Regions from separate parts of the Oncorhynchus mykiss genome. Here region 2 is linked to region 1. Evidence: chromatin contacts called from public Hi-C data. All regions are on one chromosome and are shown on one strand. Each heading gives the region's core, a stretch centred on a gene start, on an enhancer-like site or on the middle of the called end of the contact. The rest is flanking DNA. Distances are from core to core; before and after follow the strand shown. Region 1 holds the start of LOC110496049 (sperm acrosome membrane-associated protein 4). Region 2 holds the start of vps72a (vacuolar protein sorting 72 homolog a).

What was found. A called contact is a pair of places that touch in the nucleus more often than the background predicts.
Region 2: a contact with region 1 is called in a Hi-C map of liver, with 3 times the contacts expected there. The contact joins the promoter of vps72a here to the promoter of LOC110496049 in region 1. A contact is called at or near these places in 2 of 3 Hi-C or Micro-C datasets (blood and liver).

Annotation. Positions count from the first base shown.
Region 1 is chr18:33,672,235-33,678,484 of USDA_OmykA_1.1, reverse strand. LOC110496049 (sperm acrosome membrane-associated protein 4) reads left to right here and starts at 4,181. Exons shown (of 3, transcript XM_036952526.1): 1 at 4,181-4,335. The coding sequence starts at 4,284.
Region 2 is chr18:33,811,718-33,817,821 of USDA_OmykA_1.1, reverse strand. It overlaps vps72a (vacuolar protein sorting 72 homolog a), which reads left to right and starts at 4,521. Exons shown (of 6, transcript XM_021571702.2): 1 at 4,521-4,821. The coding sequence starts at 4,705.

The DNA of each region.
Region 1 (6,250 bases), core at 2,932-5,431:
GAGCCTCATCACTCACTCTGGCATCACTGAACGCTAACTTCTTAAACCTGGGGTGAAGTGCAGCGGTTTCTGATAGCACGTGATTATATTCCATTCTGTCCATTGATGAACACAGGGTGTCCATCAAGTCTGTCACATGTCCTGTGATTACATTTGCTTCTCTCTGGCGGCTGGCTGTGATTCGCTGCAGACCCTTACACAGGAGCATAATTTCTGAGGCTGTCACATAGCTGAAAGGAGAGAACAGTAACTTATTAGTTCAGGTTCATGTTTTATCTACTGATACTACATTCTCATCTACTGCTCATATACATATATAATGATGTAGTAATCGCTGCTTACTGTACCTCTCTCCACTGATCTCCACAGGGACCTGCTCAAAGGGTTCCAGGACTCTGCACACCTCCACCACCTCCCATTCCTCTTGGGTCAGAGCATCAACAGGTGCATTGACAATGACCAGGCTAGAGATGATGGCATCAGGCATCCCCATCTGGCGTTGTGTAGACTTTAGTTTTCAGCACCTAATGTGCTCCTGTGGAAGTATTCCACAGCTGCTTTTACTTTGTCCACAGTGGGCTTCATCAGCTTCAGAGCATCTCTTACAATCAGGTTGATTGTGTGGGCAAGACATGGATGATGGGTCCATTTAAAAATGTTCATGGCTTTGGTTATGTTAGATGCATTGTCGCTAACACAACAGACCACTTTTCCATCTACTTACCATTCTCTGGCCACTCTCAACAGTTCCTCTGCCAAGTTCTGTGAGGTGTGTCTGTCGTTGAACTCAAAGCAGTCCAGAAGACAGCTGAAGACATCGAAAAAATCTTCAATAAAGTGACATGTAACAGACATGTAAGAAGTGGTTACCCTTGATGTCCAGCAGTGAGTGGTAAGGCAAACTGCAGTAGCTTTTTGGACTCTTTCCCGTACTGAAGCCTGTGTGCTCTCATACAGTTGTAGAATAAGTGATTTTGAAAGGGTTTTCCTGCTTGGAATTGTGAATTGTGTACATTGGATTTAGACTATTGCTATCATTTCTAAAACCTCTGTCCTCCATGATCAAAAATGGCTGGAAATCAGTGTCAATCATTTTAGCCAATGCAATCACCTACCACACCTACCACACAAATGCACATAGTAAAATGGGAATACAATGTCAGATATTTTCTTAATGTGATGTTGTTAATGTTTTGTTAATGTGATATCACTGTGCTTCATCTAATAGCGAAACAAATGACCTGGATTGCAGTTGAAATTACATTAAAAGTACAAGGTGCAAATGATCAATGCTGTTCCAGATTCTGCGCAGATTATTAGGCAACAGCATTTGTAAAGATCTCCACAGACCTGCGATGACCTATGCATGCTATTTTGAGTACATAATACTAAATGTATAGTTACAGTAACCTCAACATGTGGCCATGGAGGTGTTACTCATTTTAAGATTGTTTGTAAGATAACTTCAGGCTATTTACTGTACTACAAAAGTAATATTGAATTGTGTTTGGTTGACAACGCAACCAAATGTCAACATTTAAAGGAGATCTACCTACTGCTTGGAAAGTTCTATCTGAGCCACTTTAATCCCATTTTTGTACTTTTTGGATGAGTTGGAGACATTATTTTTTATTTAATTTAATTTGGCAAGTCAGTTAAGAACAAATTCTTATTTTCAATGATGGTCTATGAACAATGATGGTCTATCCAAGCAGAAGATACAACTACTTCAAATGTTGATATTTGGTTGCATTGACAACCAAACACAATTGAATATCACTAAATATCATTACATTTGAAATCAACCAGAGCTTGAAACCCTAGGCCTATTTATTGTCTATTTTTAGTTAAATTATGGGTTGAATTGAAACAATAGCAAATTATATGTAGGCCTAAATAGCATCATTGATAAAGTATGGTCACATTTAATTTCTCTGTTAAACCTACCCTTTGGAATGTCTTCCATAGCAACAGTGAATCTAATTCCTTTTTAAGTGGAGAGATCTCTCAACAATCATTCTCACAATATCACATTGGTAATAATATCATAGCTAAGCAGGGCTTGGGAGATCAGAGGGTAGCTGTAGATAGATCAATTCTCCAGTAGGAGGTGCTGCCCAGCCTATTGTTTTTTTTCTGATAGTGGAAATAATGTTGAAAATCTGACATGGTTTTAAAATGTACAAATTCAACATATTTTATACAAGGTTGGTCTGTTGAAATTTGGTTACCATAATGACATAATCCTGTGGTTGAAATTTCACCCTCAAAACAGTTGATTACTTTTTTCAAATCCAATGTATTTTCCACGTCACAATACGTTGACAAATTACGTTGAAACAACATTGATTGAACCAGTTTGTGCCCAATGGGTTGCCCGAATAACAAGCAAACAATACACAATAGCAACCATACATTGCGGAATGCTCTCATTTCGTGCATGATGGCCAAGACAATGACTGAAAGAATTGTGTTTCTCTGATCACTCCAACATTCAGTGCTGGAGGACGATGGTCTCTTACCAGACTCCTTCAGACAGTGATCTGTCTAACATGTTGGCACAGGTTGAATTGGCATGCACATAGCTTATTATATTGCGTTGTGTGTGTCTGTGTGTGTGTGTGTACGTACGCACGCAAGCACGCATGCATATTTGAGACATTTCCACACATTGACATTGAAGGTAGGTAAGCCCCTGATCGTATGGCAGGCCTATGATGTACATACGGGGAGGGGAATAGATATACTTCGTATTAGCTGTATTTACCATAGACACAGCGGTTTAAAGAACAAAATGCCACACCTCCAAAGGATATAGACGTATAGGGAGGGAACTAGATGTACTTCGTATTAGCTGTATTTACCATAAACACTGTGGTTTAAAGAACAAACTGACACACCTCCAAAGGATATAGATGTACAGCTGATATTATTATTGGCAAATCATTCTGTCGCCTACTAGGTTGGCATTAAGCTCTGTTGGGCATAATAACATCAGTAAAAGGATGGGGAGATGAGAGTTGTGTCGCAAGAGAAAGCCAGGTATACCACTAGTGTGCTCTTCTAGTTACTCTGACAAAGTACAGGGGAGTTTGTTGTCTTTACACACGGATTAATTGTTTTTTGGAGGATATTGACATCAGTGGAGGCTGCTTTAGGGGAGGAAGGCTCATAACAATGGCTGGAATGGCATCAACGGAATCAACCACATGGAAACCAGTGTTTGATACCATTCCATTGACTCTATTCCAGCCATTATTACGAGCCTTCCTCTCCTCAGCGGCCTCCACCGATTGACATAACCTACGTGTGTATTTAATGTAGGCTAGTCTTGGAAGATATGATACAGAACTTTCAAATTGGCACAAAAATGCCAACATAATTGTTTTTGACAGAACTATGACCTAAAGTACTGGTGTCAAACTCATTCCACTGTGGGCCGAGTGTCTGCAGGTTTTAATTCCTCCCCTGATCAATTAAAGTAACTAATTAGTTAGGAACTCCCTTCACCTGGTTGTTTGTCTTAATTGGACACGAATTGAAAGGAAATAACGAAAAACATCAGACACTGGACCCTCCATGGAATGAGTTTGACACCCCCTAACTAAAGAACATTGCTTATTGTCTCTTGAACACCACCATCACCTGTGCACAGGTGGGAGGGCAAATTAGGGTGTGGTGAGAGCTGGGGCATGTTCAGCAGGAAGCAACGTGTTGGAACATTCAGAAAGAAATATGCTATGTAGAACAACATGCCTCTCCAACACAGCCCTTCCAATCCCGCAAGTCATCCTCAAGGATCAGCTATTTTCCCAATGTCAATCATGTGTTTAGGAGGCACTGAAAATAGCTTACTTACAATTTGTGATGATGTGTTGTTGCAGAAATAAATATGCCTATAATAAAAATGTAACATGTTTAATAATTGCCTATGGTGGCATTTGGTATGCTGTGAATTTCTGTGAAGCTGTGAATTATAAACGTTTTTTTAAGGGGGATGGGAGGGGGTTCATTTTGAGCACATGCTTCCCTCAAAGGTATGTCCAACGCCCTGCTCCGACATGTAGAATAATGTCGCCGGCTCTATTCGTGGAATTTCTATCTGCAACATTCAGGACGTTTTGCAACTGAACGTGGCCAAGATACCCCTACCTTGTATAACGGTGACGCGTCTGTGGTGATGGGAGGGAGGTTATAAATAGCGAGTTGGTGAAAAGCTGTTGTTTGAGCACATAGCTAACGGTCCATATAGGCAACACCTGCGAAACTTATTTTTTTCAACGATGAACAGAATTATTCTCAGCATTTTCGCAGTTGGCCTGTGTTTTTCAGTTGGTAAGAAACAATTGCTTGTCTCATTTAGGTATCAATTTCATACCTAAAAACAATCTTCGATATGTGTGTAATGAATTGTTTAGACTAAACGATATTCGACAATCCTCTTCATCATTCGAAGCTAACCTGTATTTTCTTGTAATAAGATACACGATACTTTATCATATCAATAGGTTAACTTTACAGCCAATTAGAACACGTGGATGTCGTAAGAAGCCAAATTCTGATCTTTTGCCCAATTTATTGGCAAAATAATTGGTCGGATTGGTCAAAAGACCAATTACTAGTGAAAAAGATCTGAATCAGCTTAATTGTTCGCATTTGAAAGTTCGGATCCTCGTATCATAGAAAGAGCGGGGAAGGGGCAAAGAAATAATTGTACAAGTTTATCTGAAAAGTTCAATATTAGTATTATGAAATTATCTGCTGCTATTTGTCCATGTTATAATGCTAACTGAATATGATGTGTGTGTATTTTTTTTTAGTCTTTGTATGGAAAAAATAATGTATAATAAGAGCTCGGATTCTTCCATAAACTGGTTACAATAAAATAATCAACAGCTTTTTGAACAGTTTTACTCATCCTACTTCATTGACGTGATGGTAATGAAGTGGCCTTTATTTGAGTCTTCAATTGCCATCAATGAAACATTTGAGATTAATATCTGAAACTGATTTAATCAATCATATCTGTCTTAGCTAAGTAGTGATTGTTGGCACGATGCGCTTCTAGAAATGGTAACATTGTAGCTACCGTAGCCCAAGCCCTTGTTCATTACTCAGTTCCATTACACGTAGGTCATTGGAGTAAGCAGTAATGTGGCAGTCAGTGCCGTTTATGATGGAGGACGATTTATTTTTCATGAGCATGACCTTATTTCTATTACAGCATGTTGGATGACTGTCATTCATATTCCTTTCACCCAGTTGTATTTAACGTCGATAGGTCTAGGCTACTACATTTTCCCTAAACCTATCATGAGGTTGCTACAACCTAGCCTATGATACGTTTACAAAGTAGGAGCACACAGGTGAGAGAAATTCTTGGACAGACAGTGACTCATGCCTGTAATCCTTAGTCCAACAGTTGAAAACGAGAGTATCGATTGGACAAATTCCGTTTTTTAACCCGCTTCGTTTGTTTCCGTTGAAACATTAACAGAATCGGCCAAATGAATACACCCCTAATCAGGCATAAACAGTTCACTTTAATTGTAGCCACGTATCCATTGTAGTCTCATTGTAGTCTCTACTCACCTTTCCCCTTCGTTTGTGGACTTCAATGAACACATCAGCTGTATGTGACCTAGCAAAAAACTTTTCCAAGCCAAACCATGTCAGAAATGCTACACACAGCCTACATCGTTGTCCCATTATTAGCTAAAGTAATGTCCTAGTTAACATGGCTAATAGAACTAACACATTAGTAAACCCATTACAATCATGCAGTAATGTTGCTTTGTAGTCAGTCAGCAGTTAGCAAATGTGATACCCAAATCTAACTGCCTGTAGCTCAGGGCCTGAAGCAAGAATATGCACATTCTTGAGACCATTTGAAAGGAAACACTTTGAAGTTAGTGTAAATGTGACATTCATGTCGGAGAATGTAACACATTAGGATCTGGTAAAAGACAATTAAAAAGAAAAAAATGTGTTTTATCTTTGAAATGCAAGCGAAAGGTCAATGTATTATTCCAGGTTAGGTGCCATTTTAATATTTGCTACTAGATGGCAGCAGTGTATGTGCAAAGTTTTAGGCTGAACCATTGCACTTCTGTTCAATGTTGTATCAAGTCTGCCCAAACGTGCCTAATGAAATTGAAAATGTATCAATAACTGTGCACACTCCTCAAACAATAGCATGGTATTCTTTCACTGTATTAGCTACTGTAAATTGGACAGTGCAGTTATTTTA
Region 2 (6,104 bases), core at 3,272-5,771, 140 kb before region 1:
GAGGAGAAATTGACTTCATCACTACTTTTATTTATGAGAGGTATTGACATGTTGAATGCACAGAGCTGTCTGCCTGACTACTGGCACACAGCTCGGACACCCATGCATACCCCACAGCTCGAACACCCATGCATACCCCACAAGACATGCCACCAGAGGTCTCTTCACAGTCCAAGTCCAGAAAAGACTATGGGAGGTGCATAGTACTACACAGATCCATGACTACATGGAACTCTATTCCACATCAAGTAACTGACACAAGCAGTAAAATGAGAGACTTAAAAAAACAGATAAAAAAACACCTTACGGAACAGCGGGGACTGTGAAGCAACAAACATTGGCACATGTATACACACACACGATGTGGTAGTGGTGGAGTAGGGGCCTGAGGGAAAACAATGCGTTGTGAAATCTGAAAAAGTATTGTAATGTTTTAAAAATTTTATAAACTGCCTTAATTTTGCTGGACCCCAGGAAAAGTAGCTGCTGCTTTGGCAAATACGTTTTCTTGCCACTGTACATACATTTCAACAAACAATCATCACATCAAACTTGCTCAGATTCATGCCTGAGCGGTAGATCTCGGCTTGCATTTTCACTCGGAAAGTGATCTTGACCCAGAAAATGTTGGTGACCAATGCCATAATCTATGCCTTTTACAGAGAATCCATCAGCTCTTTGACATCCAGTTTCAGCTGACTTCATTATGTCATTAAAACCCACATAGACTACAGTAGAATCAATGTCCATGTCCTGACATAGTACATTCGGGAACAGCTTAGTAATGTCATTTACTTGAGCTCCGGGATAGGACATTGTTTTTGCACCAGGAACAGTCACGTTTCTTACCATGGAGCTGCCCAAAATCCCAGCTGGCAAGAAGGACGAGGAAATCCGCCTACTCCCACGCTTCACAGGATGGTGCAGGCCTCCGACAGATGGAGAAGCCCCGCTCGATCCAGAGCAGGGATGGAAGGTTGCCGGAGTCGAAATCATAGGGGTAGGAGTAGGCACAGCGGCCGAGAGACACAGGTACCCCCAGCGACGAAGGTGCAGGAAGGTCAGGCTCTAGGGCGGCTAAACTATTAGTTGTTTGGATCTGCTCCGAACTCTGGGCAACACCGGCCAGTCAGATAACGAGAAACGACAAGACAGATATGCATCCAACATGCGCGAATGCCGTCCAGCCACCGGCGTAGAAAATGTAAACATTCCACTCCGCGTTTTCCCCAGTTTTTTTTAAATAGGCTGGCGTGATCAAGGAAACCACCTCAAGCCTAAAATTCTCGGCAAGCAAACAATTGCCGCATTGGAACTTTGGGTGATCCAGTTTGTCCTTTATTCCAGGACAAGAAATAGAAAAAGGGACATGGTTTGTTAAAGAAGAATGGTAGAAAGTGTAAGCAGAGTGAGCTGAAGACAGGAGGAGAAATGGAAGTGAATGAGGGCGAAGTATTGGAGGTGGTAGGTATGGTGAAGTTCTCAGAGCCCGAGGCTTGCACCAAGGGTCAGGATAAAGCATCCCGGAGTCGCCTCTTCACTGTTGACGTTGAGACTATTGTTTTGCGGGTACAATTTAATGAAGCTGCCAGTTGTGAACTTGTGAGGCGTCTGTTTCTCAAACTGGACATTCTAATGTACTTGTCCACTTGCTCAAGTTGTGCACCGGTGCCTCCCACTCTTTCTATTCTGGTTAGAGCCAGTTTGCGCTGTTCTGTGAAGGGAGAAGTACACAGCGCTGTATGAGATCTTCAGTTTCTTGGCCATTTCTCGCATGGAACAGCCTTCCTTTCTCAGAACAGGAATAGACTGACACGTTTCAGAAGAAAGTTATTTGTTTCTGGACATTTTGAGCCTGTAATCGAACCCACAAATGCTGATGCTCCAGATACTCAACTAGTCTAAAGATGGCCAGTTTTATTGCTTCTTTAATCAGGACTACAGTTTTCAGCTGTGCTAACATAATTGCAAAAGGGTTTTCTAATGATCAATTAGCCTTTTTAAAAATTATAAACTTGGATTAGCTAACACAACGTGCCATTGGAACACAGGAGTGATGGTTGCTGATAATGGGCCTCTGTATGCCTATGTAGATATTCAATAAAGAATCTGCCGTTTCCAGCTACAATATTCATTTACAACATTAACAATGTCTACACTGTATTTCTGATGAATTTGATGTTATTTTAATGGGAAAATATGATTTTCTTTTAAAAAACAAAGACATTTCTTAGTGACCCCAAACATTTGAACGGTAGTTTGCATAATTAGAAATAAGAGATTATCCTGATTTAAAATGGTGTCGTACTTGAAAAAAAACTAAATATACACATTGCGAGATATTTGGCGAAATATACCCGCATGCCTCTCCATAGGAAAACAATGGGGGGAGCTCAGCATTCCAAGGGCAAAAAGTATTTCAGGGCTAGCGATCGATGACAATGAGAGACACTGCCCAGCCTTACATATTTAGAAAAAAATCGATGATCCTGAATAAAATACGGCTACCAGATTTATTATAAAAAAAGCACATTTTTAGTGTCTGTGTTTATATGTTAAGGGTGTGTTACTTTCACAGATAATGTCACCCATCTAAATAATTAGTTTATTTAAAATAATTAACTTAAATGTATGGCATTTGTCAGTTTCATTTGTTATGGTTTAAATGGTTATAAGTGATAAAATGAACTAGAAAATTGTATATTTTGCAATTCTGAGTAATTACTACTTTATTAAGGATATACAATTTATTCAATACTACTGCAGTTGCTAAATAATTCCAATAGATGGCAGCATAAGACCACAGTGGTGTATCTCCCTGGATACACCACCTTTTTGTTGCTTTTTTTCTGTCCCTTTCCACATGGCTAACGCAAGAGGAAGGACTGAAAATGCAGATTACTGTGAAGTAATATAATATTCATGTTTATTATTACCTGTTTTTATGCTCATGCTTTGAAATTATACTTCATTACTATAACGATTATCTATAAGCCTAAACATTAATTCAGTCACCTCTGGCTGGCAAAAACGTACATTCATTGTCAAATTCATCAACCAGCATCACCCTGCTCTGCCTTCTCACAAAAGTAGCCAACTCAACAAGCCCCGCCAAAAGCCTGTGCCCCCAGCGGCAGCGCGCACTCTGACTTTTTGCGCAAGCAAGGGGCAAGCCAGTGTTCCTTTGTTAGGAAAGAGCCGAGGGTGATAGCCTGTTTTGGTTGTTTCTTAGAAAGAGCTCAGGGTTATCATATGTTGGTGGTTTTTCAGATGGTACATGCCAGATCTCTATGTTTGTTGTTGCTGAGAGAGACCTGATGGTTATGTTCTGTTAATTTGTTGCTCAGTCAGAGCTTATTTGATGTCCTGTGTTTCTGAGGTTTTTTTTTTGTGTGAAATTGCAAAATTCTGTTTCATTTGTTCCCAGGGGGGAAGGCACCTAGGTATTGCTTAGGCAAGAGGTCTGGGGGCATACATAACCCGTAGTATTTACTGTCTAAACACACTAGGTAAGACCTGGGTGGACCACCCCCTGTATTTTGGTTAGTGCACCGGGTGGTGGGTAGGCAGGTAAGGTAGGAGAGGGGGCTTTGACATTTCCGTTCTTTGCTTTGGTTCCGTTCAGCCCCCTTTCCCCAAATTTACCGTGTGAAGGAATAAATTCCCTGAAAATTGTAAATTCTCTGCCTCTATCATCCTTACTTGCACCTACAATCCCATACCTCTTTCACACCACGGGGAGTTGAGTTGACACAGGGTGATGTGTTCCCTCTTCCTAGAGGTGTACGTAACAACCCCCCCCCCCCCCCCCCCCCTGCTTACCTACATTGAAATGCTTGGAATGTTCTTCCTGTGAAACCCAAGTTAATTTCTACTCATGTCTTGTCCTTATATTAGCTGTATAAGTAATAGTGTGCTATACAATAGCAAGAGTCCGTTTTTTTCCATAAACATCATTCCTACTGTCACTCATCTTTTTCCTGATCCTTGGTGCATTCCAGTCTCCAATAACTTCACCACACCTACCACCTAACTTCACCCTCATTCACTTTAATTTCTCCTGACTTCAGCTCCCTCTGCTTACATTTTCTTCCATTCTTTAACAAACTTCCATTCTTTAACAAACTATTTCCCTTTTTTCTGCCATTTTTATCTGACTCAAGATCAACCTCTTCTTTCCTCTCTCTCTCTTAGACCGCCACTCTCTTCTCTCCTCCATTCCCCCGTTCTCCAAGTATTCATCGCCTTATGATAATACTGCACTACTCCTTCCGACCATCTTGTTCTTGCTTTCTCTAGGGACTCCATTTCCGCCGAGGCGTCCCGTATCGTCCTTGCCTAGGAACAAGCACAGCCTAGCTACGAGAGGTAATTCTCTGTTTTTTCAAATCACCGTCCGGATCTCATTTTGAACTTAGTTTGAATATGATGACGATGTATTTCATGGACGTCACTAATCCATCTGACTGACATCTGATTGACCAATAAACGCGACTTTGAAAAACCCATCTTGACACTTGGTCCCACCTACTAGGCTCACTTGCCTCCCATTGGAAACGACAGGATGTGCTATATTTTAGTAGAACATATTTGATATCGACGTCATTAGCTGCTGCATGGTCTTTTGTGGTAGCTAACAACAAACAAGTTATATTTTTCAGCTAGCTAGCACGTTCCCTATTAATCTAGCTGCGCTAGATCAACATGAGTTTAGCATTTAGCAAAGAGCCCCGTAAAACGGCGGGGAACCGCATGTCTAAGTTGTTAGATGCTGAAGAAGAAGATGAATTCTACAAGACCACATACGGCGGATTCAACGACGTAAGTAGCTAATTTAGCTAGCTGTCTTGGCAGATAGCTAGCTATTGAGTCGCAGTAGTGATTGGGAAACGAAGTTTCAAGTAATAATGTAGCTAGCGAACATTACACAGTACCCAGATCATAGGATTTGGAAGAGGTGGCCAGCTCTCTAAATTCAGGGGGTTTCTACTTTAGCTGCAGTGTTTTAATATCAAGGGAAAGAGAATAGAGTAGGGACGTCAAACGTTCAGCCTGCGCCTGGATAAGACCCCCAGGTTAAATTATGCTTAAAATATATATATTTTTTACATCTCTAAGTGGGTAAATTGAGTGCGGAATATGTGATTATTTAAAATAAATAAAAAATCGGGGTTGTCTTCATTTACTATCATAACATTTTCATTTCTGATTTTAAACTATTTAAGGATAGCTTCCTAAGATTGAGGTTAGTGGTGGGAGCTGCAGAGGGGCATTTGGGTGTGCGAGACTTCACATCAGAAGAGGTACAGGGTGTTAAGGGATGTCCCATCCTTTCAGGTTGTTGGCATGAGGTAGGACTAAATAGATTTAAATAGTGGAGTAGGGTGGTATTTTTATTTTTAGGGTAGTGTTAGATGGAATGGAATTTGTTTATTTATACATTTCTTTTTCAAGCAAAGTATAACGGAGTTGTACTCCAGTCTAGTAGGTGGCGGTAATGCAACATATTGGATGCCAACCGCCATTAAATCTCACCGAAGAAGGTTCTGTAGTGCCGTCAAACCTGAAGAAGAAAAAGCATGTCGCACCATATATACGTCATTAGCTGCCTGCATAGTATTTTGTGGTAGCTAAGGTTAACTAGAACTTGATTGTTGTTAGCTTTCAACAAGCTAGCACGTTCCCTATTAATCAAGCTGAGCTAGATCAACATGAGTTTAGCATTTAGCAAAGAGCCCCGTAAAACCGCGGGGAGCCGCATGTCTAAGTTGTTAGATGCTGAAGAGGAAGATGAATTCTACAAGACCACATACGGCGGATTCAACGACGTAAGTAGCTAATTTAGCGTCGCAGTAGTGTTTGGGAAACAAAGTGTACCGTAATAATGTAGTTAGCGAACAGTACCCAGATCTCTTCCAAGTCCTGTGGTGGTCAGCTCTCTAAATTCAGGGGGTTTCTACTTTAGCTGCAATGTTTTAATATCAAGGGACAGATAATAGAGTAGGTACGTCAAACGTTCAGCCTGCTGCTGCTGCACTGACCCCCTGGTTAAATTGTGCATAGGATCATTTTTTACATCTAAGTGATTCAATTTAGTGAGGAAT